Linked DNA regions of Triticum aestivum: region 2 is linked to region 1. A link is a contact called in public Hi-C data. All regions are on one chromosome and are shown on one strand. Each heading gives the region's core, a stretch centred on a gene start, on an enhancer-like site or on the middle of the called end of the contact. The rest is flanking DNA. Distances are from core to core; before and after follow the strand shown. Region 1 holds the start of LOC123111969 (protein SCAI). Region 2 holds the start of LOC123111970 (aldehyde dehydrogenase family 7 member A1).

Region 1 (5,135 bases), core at 915-3,414:
AGTTACCTGATGTGTGTAATCGATTCATTAAGATTAAAATAGGATGGTACCAGGTAGGGCTGTATTCCTTTTTACATCTTTTTTGGGAAAATACATTATCATAAAAATACTAGAGTGCATCTTATTTGTGCCGCGTAAGAAACAATCCGTATTAAGTGTGGTTGGCTTAAGAATTGAAGGGTAATGATAGTCATACTGATTGCAACCTTTGGCACAAAAGAAAGAGAAAAAGGTATCATTCCGTATGTGTGATTTATCTTGTCTAGCGAGTATCCGGTAATTAATTTTTGAGCTGTGAGAGTTCCTTGGGGGTTTCACTTCTCGAAAACACCGATTAGTACACTCGAAATGGCATGGCGTCGACATGAGAGGCAATGATGCTACCAGAACTACTTTGCATACACATACATTATGTGTCCTATCACTATGTGATGCCTAATCAAGTGATCGGCTGCAATTTTATTCTGTGCATGGATGGCTCAATTGCATTGTCGTACAATAATCGTATGCATGGTGACCTATGCGTGATGCCATGGCATCGAAAACTTAATGAGGATGCATTGTTCAATTGGTAAGGGAATTATTACTACTCGGTGATGGTCGTACTAGGGATGGTTGTTTTTAAATTAAAGGGCTTATATAAAAATCAAACAATTCGAATGCATTTTTTTGTTAATGTGTGAAAATTTGATCATAGACTGAATGAGTTAAGTGTACGTGTGAGGTTGGTCGGTGTCCACTCATTCGTGTATCACATGCAGGCTAGCCGCACCTATATCCTCTTACATATCATGTTAACGAAGGGACCATGTTAACAACACTAAAAAGGGTTGTGAGGAAGTCAATACAAAACCAATTTTGTCACCAGAGTTTGTGACAGAAAATGTGATCCAAAAATAATGTAGAAAGCATCTACACCATGCACGCAAAAATATGAGGGCAAAGGTTATTCCGAGTAGCGATGAGAACAATTCCAATTATCCATAATTTGGCTAGTTTTTATTGACGTTCTGGAGTGGTTCGTGAATCCAATGCCTTTTGATCCTGGATATCAGAGTAGGACGAACGAACCGGCCTCCGCGGATATCTTTGCTTTGGAATAAAACTTTGCAATGGTGCACCGGTGGCATCGAACGACGGTGTGCACGAAGACATTTCCATCGGTGTCACTGGTTTGTTACTTGCTGGAGAGGGAGGGTAGTAATGACACCTAGTTGTGTGGGACGATTGTAGTGTTGTAAAAATGGTCCATGTTCGTGTGTCTTGTGCGGCACCTTTCAACATGATGGGTGAGAGACGATGGAACGTGTGCCTGGCCTGGCAGTGCAGCGCTGTCGAACGGGAAAATACTGTGCATAAATGGAGAATACAGTGTCATACAAAAGCGTCTCAGGTGAAATAAGTTGAGGGAATACTGGACTGGACCGGATCCTTATGAAGACTGACGTGCCAGATAACGGCCTGCATGGTGCTCGACCTACAAACAGCATTTTTGCTATATTCGGATGTATATAAACGCCTTTAGACTATATAGATTCACTTATTTTGCTGCGTATGTAGTTTATAGTGGAATATATTAAAAGACTTAGGCTGCGCTCGGTGCGGAAGTGGATCCTTTAACACGAAGGAGGAAAGTCACCAAAGCACAGTATAAGCTAGTGTAAAACATAGAAGGAAAGTCACGGGTACTGTAACGAACACTGTATTATCTAAGTAGGTACTATACACAGTTACTATTAATATAAATAAAATTAAAATTAATTTTATTGTACCACAATTTTATTTGTATGTAATTTTGTAAATGCATAAAGTAAATTTGTAATTTGCAAATTAATTCAAGTCATTTTAGCCTTAATTGTATGAAAATAAAGGAAAGAAGTTAGGAAATTATAGCTTAGATGACTTTCCTCCTTCAAGTTAAGTTAGAGGATCCACTTCCGTTCGGCGCACGGGAACTTCACAGGAATTTTGCAGGCCATATTGTCACCGGAATTAATTCCCGTAAGACCGTTCGCTCCACAGGAACTTTGGTGGGCTTTCCATGCACTAAAAAAGTCCGGGAGCCTTGGGCTGACGTGCGTGCTAGGTCGGCCATATCAGCTTTCGGGCTTGGGCTGGGCTCCAAGCTAACGGAACAGAACGGAACGGAGAAAGGAAAGAAGACGGCGATGACTCCAGTCTCCAGCACAACTGTCCAAGGCAACTCCGGGGGAGGGGAACGAAACGCATCCGGCGGAGCTACCATGGCGTCGTCGCCGCAGCAAGGCCAAGGCCAGGTCCAAGGCAGCGGCGGCGGCGGCGGCGTATGCCCGGCGGAGCAGTTCTGGTCGCTGCTGGACAAGGCGGACCGGCGCTTCGCCCGGGTGCGGGACCTGCCCCTCTTCGGCCGCCAGGAGCCCGCGGAGTACGGCAAGGCCTTCCGCATCTACACCCAGCTGTGGCGCATGCAGCAGGAGCACCGCCACCGCCTCCTCGACGCCGGCCTCCGCCGCTGGCAGGTCGGCGAGATCGCCGCCCGCATCGCCCACCTCTACTACTCCCAGTACCAGCGCACCTCCGACACCGCCCTCCTCTCCGAGGCCTTCGTCTTCTACCACGCCGTCCTCGACCGCGCCTACTTCCTCGACGACCACCTCGGGGCCTCCACCAAGCACCTGCGCTTCCTCGCCAGGTTCCTCCTCGTCGCGCTTATCCTCTCCCGCCGCGCGCAGACTGTACCCCGCCTCGCCGGCCAAATCCGGTCGCTCCTCGACGAATCCAAGAAGACCCTCCAGGTCCAATTCAATTCTTCCCCTTTTGTCCCTCCTCGCTTCCCGATCCCGATGCAGTTACCCCGCTCTTCATTTCTCTGGCTCAAATTAAGAAGATGAAATGTTGCAGGAAGCTGATTACAGGGAGTGGAAGCATGTCGTGCAAGAAATCACGAGGTTTCTAAAGGCTGACTCGCCCTTCATGAACAAGAGACCTCTCAGGTACAGCTATGCATTTGATCCTCCCCCGGAAATTCTTCCCACCATCCCACCTACAGTCAAGAAGCGCGGTCTGCTCTTAAGCGATGCCATCCTATGCAGCTATTATCATAACGAGGTAATGCTTCCTTGGTTTCTCGCAGTCAGATGCATCGTACGCTCTTTAATTTTTACTAGCGGAACATCATGTATCTATGTGTTCCCTTCAGGTCAAATTTACCGACCTCACTCTAGACACATTCAGAATGCTTCAGTGTCTTGAATGGGAACCATGTGGTTCCTTTGCACAAAACAATGGTTACAGCGCCCATGATGAAAGTGGGCAAAATCACCCCAATCTCCTAAAAGATCTGAGAGACGCTGCGTTGCCCCCGAACCCACTGAAAACAGTTCTCTATCGCCCCTCGGTGCCACATTTCTTGAAGGTCAGTTTCTCATTTGGCATCTTGTCAACTCAATGTTTGATTTATTGTCTTCGTCCTGAATATACACACTGCTCATTGTTACTCAATGCACTGGTTTGGTCCTAGGAGAAAACCTGTGGACCAAGCTCTTCTAGATACATTTCAATTAGGAAGTGGAAGTGTAATTTGTAAATGGCAGCCAGTGTATGTTTCTTGGAATGATCAGAACAGGCTAGTGGGAAAGAATTGAAAAAAGTAGGGAATTCTGCAAGATATGTACATGATGCTACTAACTAATCTGAATTACATGACGAGGAAGCATGATGATGACTTGATGAGGGAAGATAATGCAACTAAACTGATTCTGTTTGTTGATTTGTTCCATTATCGATAATACCATCCTCTCCATTATCCGCCCATAATAACCAACAGTCCTTTACACCCATAGCAGCTAGGAATTCTAACCCGAAATATATTTGAGGCATAATGGTATTATTGATTCCTGGGGTGCTAAGCTATGCAAATGATGCAATAGAGAGATGATTGCTGTTGAATAGAATGGCAATGTTTGGTGCATGCCCTCTAGGGCCTCCTCTCATCCGTGCCCTCCTTTTACGGTCGAACATCCAAATTCTTTTTTTCTTTCACTTCACAAGAAAATATAGTTATATGTACTCCTATGTTTACGCCATTTTATCCTAAATGAAATATTTGCCTGGATAAAAAACATTTACGATTGAAATCCAGGTCCTTGCCACCAAATGTGTGGAGCTCCCATTGAATACTATGATGTTGATATACCTTTCGGCTGCAGGTTGGTGCCCTAGGCTTGTAGAACTAAAATGTTATCAGCTGTGTGTTAGGGAGTTATTCTAGTTAGCGTTCAAATATGATAATTTCTTTCAGGCGAGGTGGGATCCTCTGGACTTGGTCCCGATACAAGCGAGAGGGTTGTGAACAGCTTTAGTCAGTTTGACATATCTAATACCAGGGCCATCACTTCAAAGGAAGATAAAGAACCATGTCTTTGGTTAGGTTGCCGTGAAGGCGAAGGTATTTTTTTATATTCTGAGTTCATTCGATTATGTGTCTCTAATGCAGTACATAACTAGTTTTACAATGCTGAGTTCATGCGATTGTATGTTCAATATCTCTAATGCGGTACAGAACTATTTTGATGGCATAGGGTTGTTTGAAGTTGCCTTTATACAGACTTAAGTATGTATATGTGTTTTTCAAAAGAAGTGTATTGTTTCTGATACATGTTCAACATCTAGGCTCAAACTGCATATACCCTTGTGATCTGATCCCGTTTACAAGGAGACCTCTCTTTTTGGTGATTGACAGTAACATCAGCTATGCATTTAAGGCAGGTTTGTTTACTCTCTTTTTTTTGCTGCCATATCTATTATTCTGGCTAGTGAATACCGAATATATATTCTTAGTGGAAGTGGAGTATCCATGATCGGTGGATGCTTCATGCGGAATATTGTATTGCTTCCTTGAGATAAAGCAGAGGTTACTATGCACATAGACAAGCTTATATTGTAATACCCCCTCCGATACATATTAATTGTCACTCACTTAGGACAACTTTAGTACAAAGTTCTACTAAGTGAGCGACAATTAATATGGATCGGAGGGAGTAACATTTTAAAGTTCTGTTCAGATTTGGTGCTTTTCGCAGCATCCTGGCAAGACATGTATTTTATACTTATCTAAATGGCATTCTATGGTTCTTGTTTTCATATTCACAGGGCTT
Region 2 (4,455 bases), core at 644-3,143, 500 kb after region 1:
CGCCGTGCCTCCTGGAAAAGAAAAAAACAAGTTTCTTTTTTTTCATTCCGGGAGAGATGTGATTTACTGCTCGTGGAGGCGCGTATTTGCTTCCGCGAGAGGCACGATCATGCCTCTCGAAAAGAAAAGAAAATGTGTTTTTTGTTCTGCGAGAGGCACAAATTTAATTCTCGTGGAGGCATGGATTTGCTTCCGCGAGAGGCATGACTGTGCCTCCAGGAAAGGGAAAAATTATGTGACTCTTCGGAAAGGGAAAAACGTGCTTGCAATTCGTGTTTTTTCATGAAAAAGAAAGTTCGCTGAAACCTATCAACATGTGATCTAATTTTGAAGATCTCAAGGCGATGAATCCAATGATGACACGGTTGGAGATTTGGACGCACGGTTTAACAGGTAAAACGTTTTGAATAAATGAATATACGAAAAAACTCACAGATTGCGAGAAGTGACGCACATGTAGTGCATCACTTGTCGCAACATGACAAAATGGAAGTGATCTTTGAAATAAATACTCCTTAACTAATTAGTGATTTTGCTTGCAAGCTGCAAATTTCAGGCCCAGCATTGGAAACACCTCGGCACTGAACCGGCCCACTTGTTAGCGCATAGAAAACTGGCAATTCATATTTCCGTCAGCAACAACAGAAAAAGGAACATTAAAAAAAAAGAGAACGCATGAAGGGATTGTGGACTGGCTGTCTGTATACACTAGTATGGAGTGTGGATTCTGCCTTTTTCCCCACTCGCCCGAACTAAGAATAATATGACAGTTGCAGCGTGTTTTCCATGCTTCGATCTGCGCAGAACTTCAAGCTTTAGATAGTTATTATACTGTCTCACTTGTTCTCAGACCATATTCTTTTTCTTTTTTTGAAACAAGACCATATTCTTTTTCATTTTTCAAAACGAAAGAGAGAAGGATCGTTTCCAGAGGAGAGAAGATTAATTTATCTTTGAGGCGCTCACTGCTCAGAGAGGCGGCCGGAGACGTCTCTCCGACGTGGAGCCCGTGCGTTCCTTCCTATCTTGAGAGAGGCCAAGCTAAGCACGGATCACGGAAGGCGACGGACAAACAGTACCAGCAAAAGCCGGAGTACACGCCGTTGCTTGTGAGCTGTGATCACACTGATGAGTCACCTGTCGTTTTCGAACCTGCCTAGTACTACTCCTATTGGCTTCGTGGCATGTGACAGGGATCGATCCATGATATCCTACGGAGCAGTGCTGGGTTTTCACACACGTGGATGGTGGTTCCCTCGATAAAGCTTGGGCAAATCACTTTCCGAAGAACACTATACTAACAGAAGTTGCGATGGAAAGATGAGCCATTCTTTGCGCGCTCCGATGCGCGGTGGTTATCTTGTAGACCATCACACTTGCTTGCTACTTCCACCTTCCGCTCATATTTTATTAATCATATATCTTTTGAGTACAAATCCAATGATATATCTTTTGTAGCATATGACTCGCTTCAGTGCTTGTAGTCGTCGCTAGGTGGTCAACGGATCTGGATGCAATTTTTATTATTTTTAGTGTTCGTTGTACTACCATGATTGAAAATGAATAGATTGGAAGTATTTCCTATTTCTTTCTACCCCATAATTTTCTTCATATTGGTTTTATATTATCGGCGCAAGCGCTTAGCCTAATTCATTTCTTACAAGGTCATATAAGGATTGAATATTGTCTCAAAAAAAATAAGGATTGAATACCAACACTTTTTTTTATTTCTTTTAGTGGAATCCTTTTTTATTCTAACAAGGGAGAAAAAAACTTGTTGACGTGCAAAGCTGAAAAGTTAAAAACCTTTTCGTCTTCAGTGATCAACCTCACGCTCTCGGTTTCCTTTCGTCTCGTCCCGTTCCGCCGTCCCGTGCCGGACCGCCCCACCCACCACGCTCCCTCCCGGAGCAGTTCACAGTCTCCACTCCACCTCCCACCTATAAATTTCCTCATCGCCGCCCTTCCTCGTCCCGTCCTCACTCCTCCCCTTCCGCAATCCCCTCGCTTCGTACGGCGAAGCAGCCAGAGCCAGAGCCCACCTTCCAGAATCAACCCGCCCGCCATGGCGAGCTTCGCGAGGCAGGAGCACCAGTTCCTCGCCGAGCTCGGCCTCGCGCCGCGCAACCCGGGCTCCTTCGCCTGCGGCGCCTGGGGCGGCTCGGGCCCCGTCGTCACCACCACCAACCCTAGCAACAACGAGGTGCCTCTCCGATCCGCTCGATTTCGTCTGGATTTTGGGGACCCCGGACGCGCTCTTGGCGGATTTTGAGGGATTTTTTGTGGGTTTGTTTTTCAGGTCATTGCTGAGGTCGTTGAGGCGTCCATGGACGACTACGAGAAGGGCATGAGCGCCTGCTTCGACGCCGCCAAGACATGGATGGCTGTAAGTTCCACGGATCGAAATGCCCTCTAGCTTCGCAGCAATTTGGCCCCCATGATGATGTGATAGTACTATGCTGTTGCTGCGCTTTCCCTGTTGACTCGAGAACAGGAGAATGCAGCATAATATGCGAATTTGCGAGCTAATCAAGTGTCACTACTAAAATGCTAAGACAATAGAGTATGCCATTTGATTTCACACTGCTATTTCAGAGGCCATCCAATTGTTTGGATTTATCACTGTTTTACTAAATGCCTACTTATGTACTAAAGGTTAGCAGTGCTGTGACCATGTGAAGTCCCATACTTTCATGGAGCATTTCTGACTTTTTTGTTTTTGTTTTTGTCTTGTCTATCAAGTAATTCAGTGATATTATTATGTTAATAAATTTGTACTTATACGATATACCAACATGTCCAGATTCCGGCTCCAAAACGAGGAGAAATTGTTAGGCAGATTGGTGATGCACTGAGAGCAAAGCTTCATCACCTTGGCAGACTTCTGTCACTTGAAATGGGGAAAATTCTCCCTGAAGGAATTGGGGAGGTTCAGGTAAAAAAAGATGAATACCTTGGAATTAGGCGCACAAATTTAAGATAGAGAGTTCTTGAAACAAGGTGGTGGGGGGTTTCAGATACGTAGGAAGTAAGAACCACCCACACCTCCTACTATCGGAGCTAGGCTCAATTCCTAACGAGGTTCAGGTTGGAGCATAATTGCTGCTAGGCCATCAATAGAAGCCTCAGATGACTCTGTTTCAGAACACATGTTTATGTTCCTGTTTAGGAAAATAGTTACTTATTACTCCCTAACAACTGCATTATCATTATGGTACCATTGCATTGTCTGCTGAAAAAGGCAACCTAGCCAATTAGTACGACATGCCCATGATATGAAGCAGTATCGGAACAAGGATTGGTTTCTTGTTGCTATCTTTCTTCGTCTCTAGATTAATCAACCTTGTGCCAAACTGCCAACACACTATGTTCCCTAAGGTTGTATCTTCTAATTGAGACAGTGAATGGTCACATTAGCATAAATGCGATGTACTGTTGATCTATGTTTTCAAGGCGCCCAGGCGCTTTAAGGCGCTGGGGGGGCGCCTCAACGCCTAGGCGCTCAAAGCGCGAGGCGAGGCGACGCCTTAGACACTTATTATTAGGCGGTAGGGGTACTAATATGGCGGAGGAGCTTGGCTGGAGAGGGGGAGGACCGGCGGAGATGGATCTTGGCCGGAGAGGGGAAGGGCCTGTGGAGGAGGAGCTTGGCCGGACAGGGGGAGGCCGGCGGCGTGAGAGGAGAGAGCTCCTCTCTCTTTTCCCCTCGATTTGGAGTCACGGGTGTGTTCCCCTCTCTCTCCTGCCTCTGTTTACCCCCTCTCTCCCGCCCAATTTCTCTTCCCTCCCGCCAATTCCTCTTTCTGGCGCGCGCCAGCTGCTGGTTCCCGCTCAACCTGCCCACGCATGTCCAGGGCGTCCAAAATCAACTAAAGCGGCGCCTTATCCGCCTAGGCGACGCCTTGGACGCCTCAACAGCAGAAGGCGGACGCCTTAGACAGAAAACTAAGGCGACGACGACGCCTTGACGTCCCCGAGCGCTCTGACGCCTAAGCGTCGCCTAGGCGACGCCTAGGCGACGCCTTGAAAACATAGCTGTTGATTTCCCACTCTGCACATTATGTCATCAACCCAACAATTTTTGCAGGAAATTATTGACATGTGTGATTATGCCGTGGGGCTAAGTCGTCAGCTAAATGGATCCATCATACCATCTGAACGTAAGACCATTTTCTTTTCATCATATCATATTCTGATGATAGGTTTAAAGCCAGGATGCAACATCATCAGTAATGAGATGTGCCCTTTTTTGACCATATTGGTTGCAACTGGATGAGAGAAATTAAAGGATTTTTGTATTTCGTACTATATCTCTAATAATGTATCTGCCTAAGTTGTCGGATGGGAAAAAAGTATTTCAGCTGGAATCAGTGAGTGATGGACTTGTTAATCTGGATTGCTGTTTTGTACAAGCTTATGTGCCCTGACATGTTGCATTACATTCTGTATGATATT

Evidence for each region. A called contact is a pair of places that touch in the nucleus more often than the background predicts.
Region 2: a contact with region 1 is called in a Hi-C map of leaf, with 4 times the contacts expected there. The contact joins the promoter of LOC123111970 here to the promoter of LOC123111969 in region 1. A contact is called at or near these places in 3 of 5 Hi-C or Micro-C datasets (all in leaf).

What each region holds. Positions count from the first base shown.
Region 1 is chr5B:382,829,742-382,834,876 of IWGSC CS RefSeq v2.1, forward strand. It overlaps LOC123111969 (protein SCAI), which reads left to right and starts at 2,165. Exons shown (of 9, transcript XM_044532850.1): 1 at 2,165-2,774; 2 at 2,881-3,087; 3 at 3,179-3,394; 4 at 4,121-4,187; 5 at 4,280-4,426; 6 at 4,651-4,742. The coding sequence starts at 2,169.
Region 2 is chr5B:383,326,658-383,331,112 of IWGSC CS RefSeq v2.1, forward strand. LOC123111970 (aldehyde dehydrogenase family 7 member A1) reads left to right here and starts at 1,894. Exons shown (of 14, transcript XM_044532851.1): 1 at 1,894-2,203; 2 at 2,300-2,386; 3 at 2,804-2,935; 4 at 4,088-4,160. The coding sequence starts at 2,066.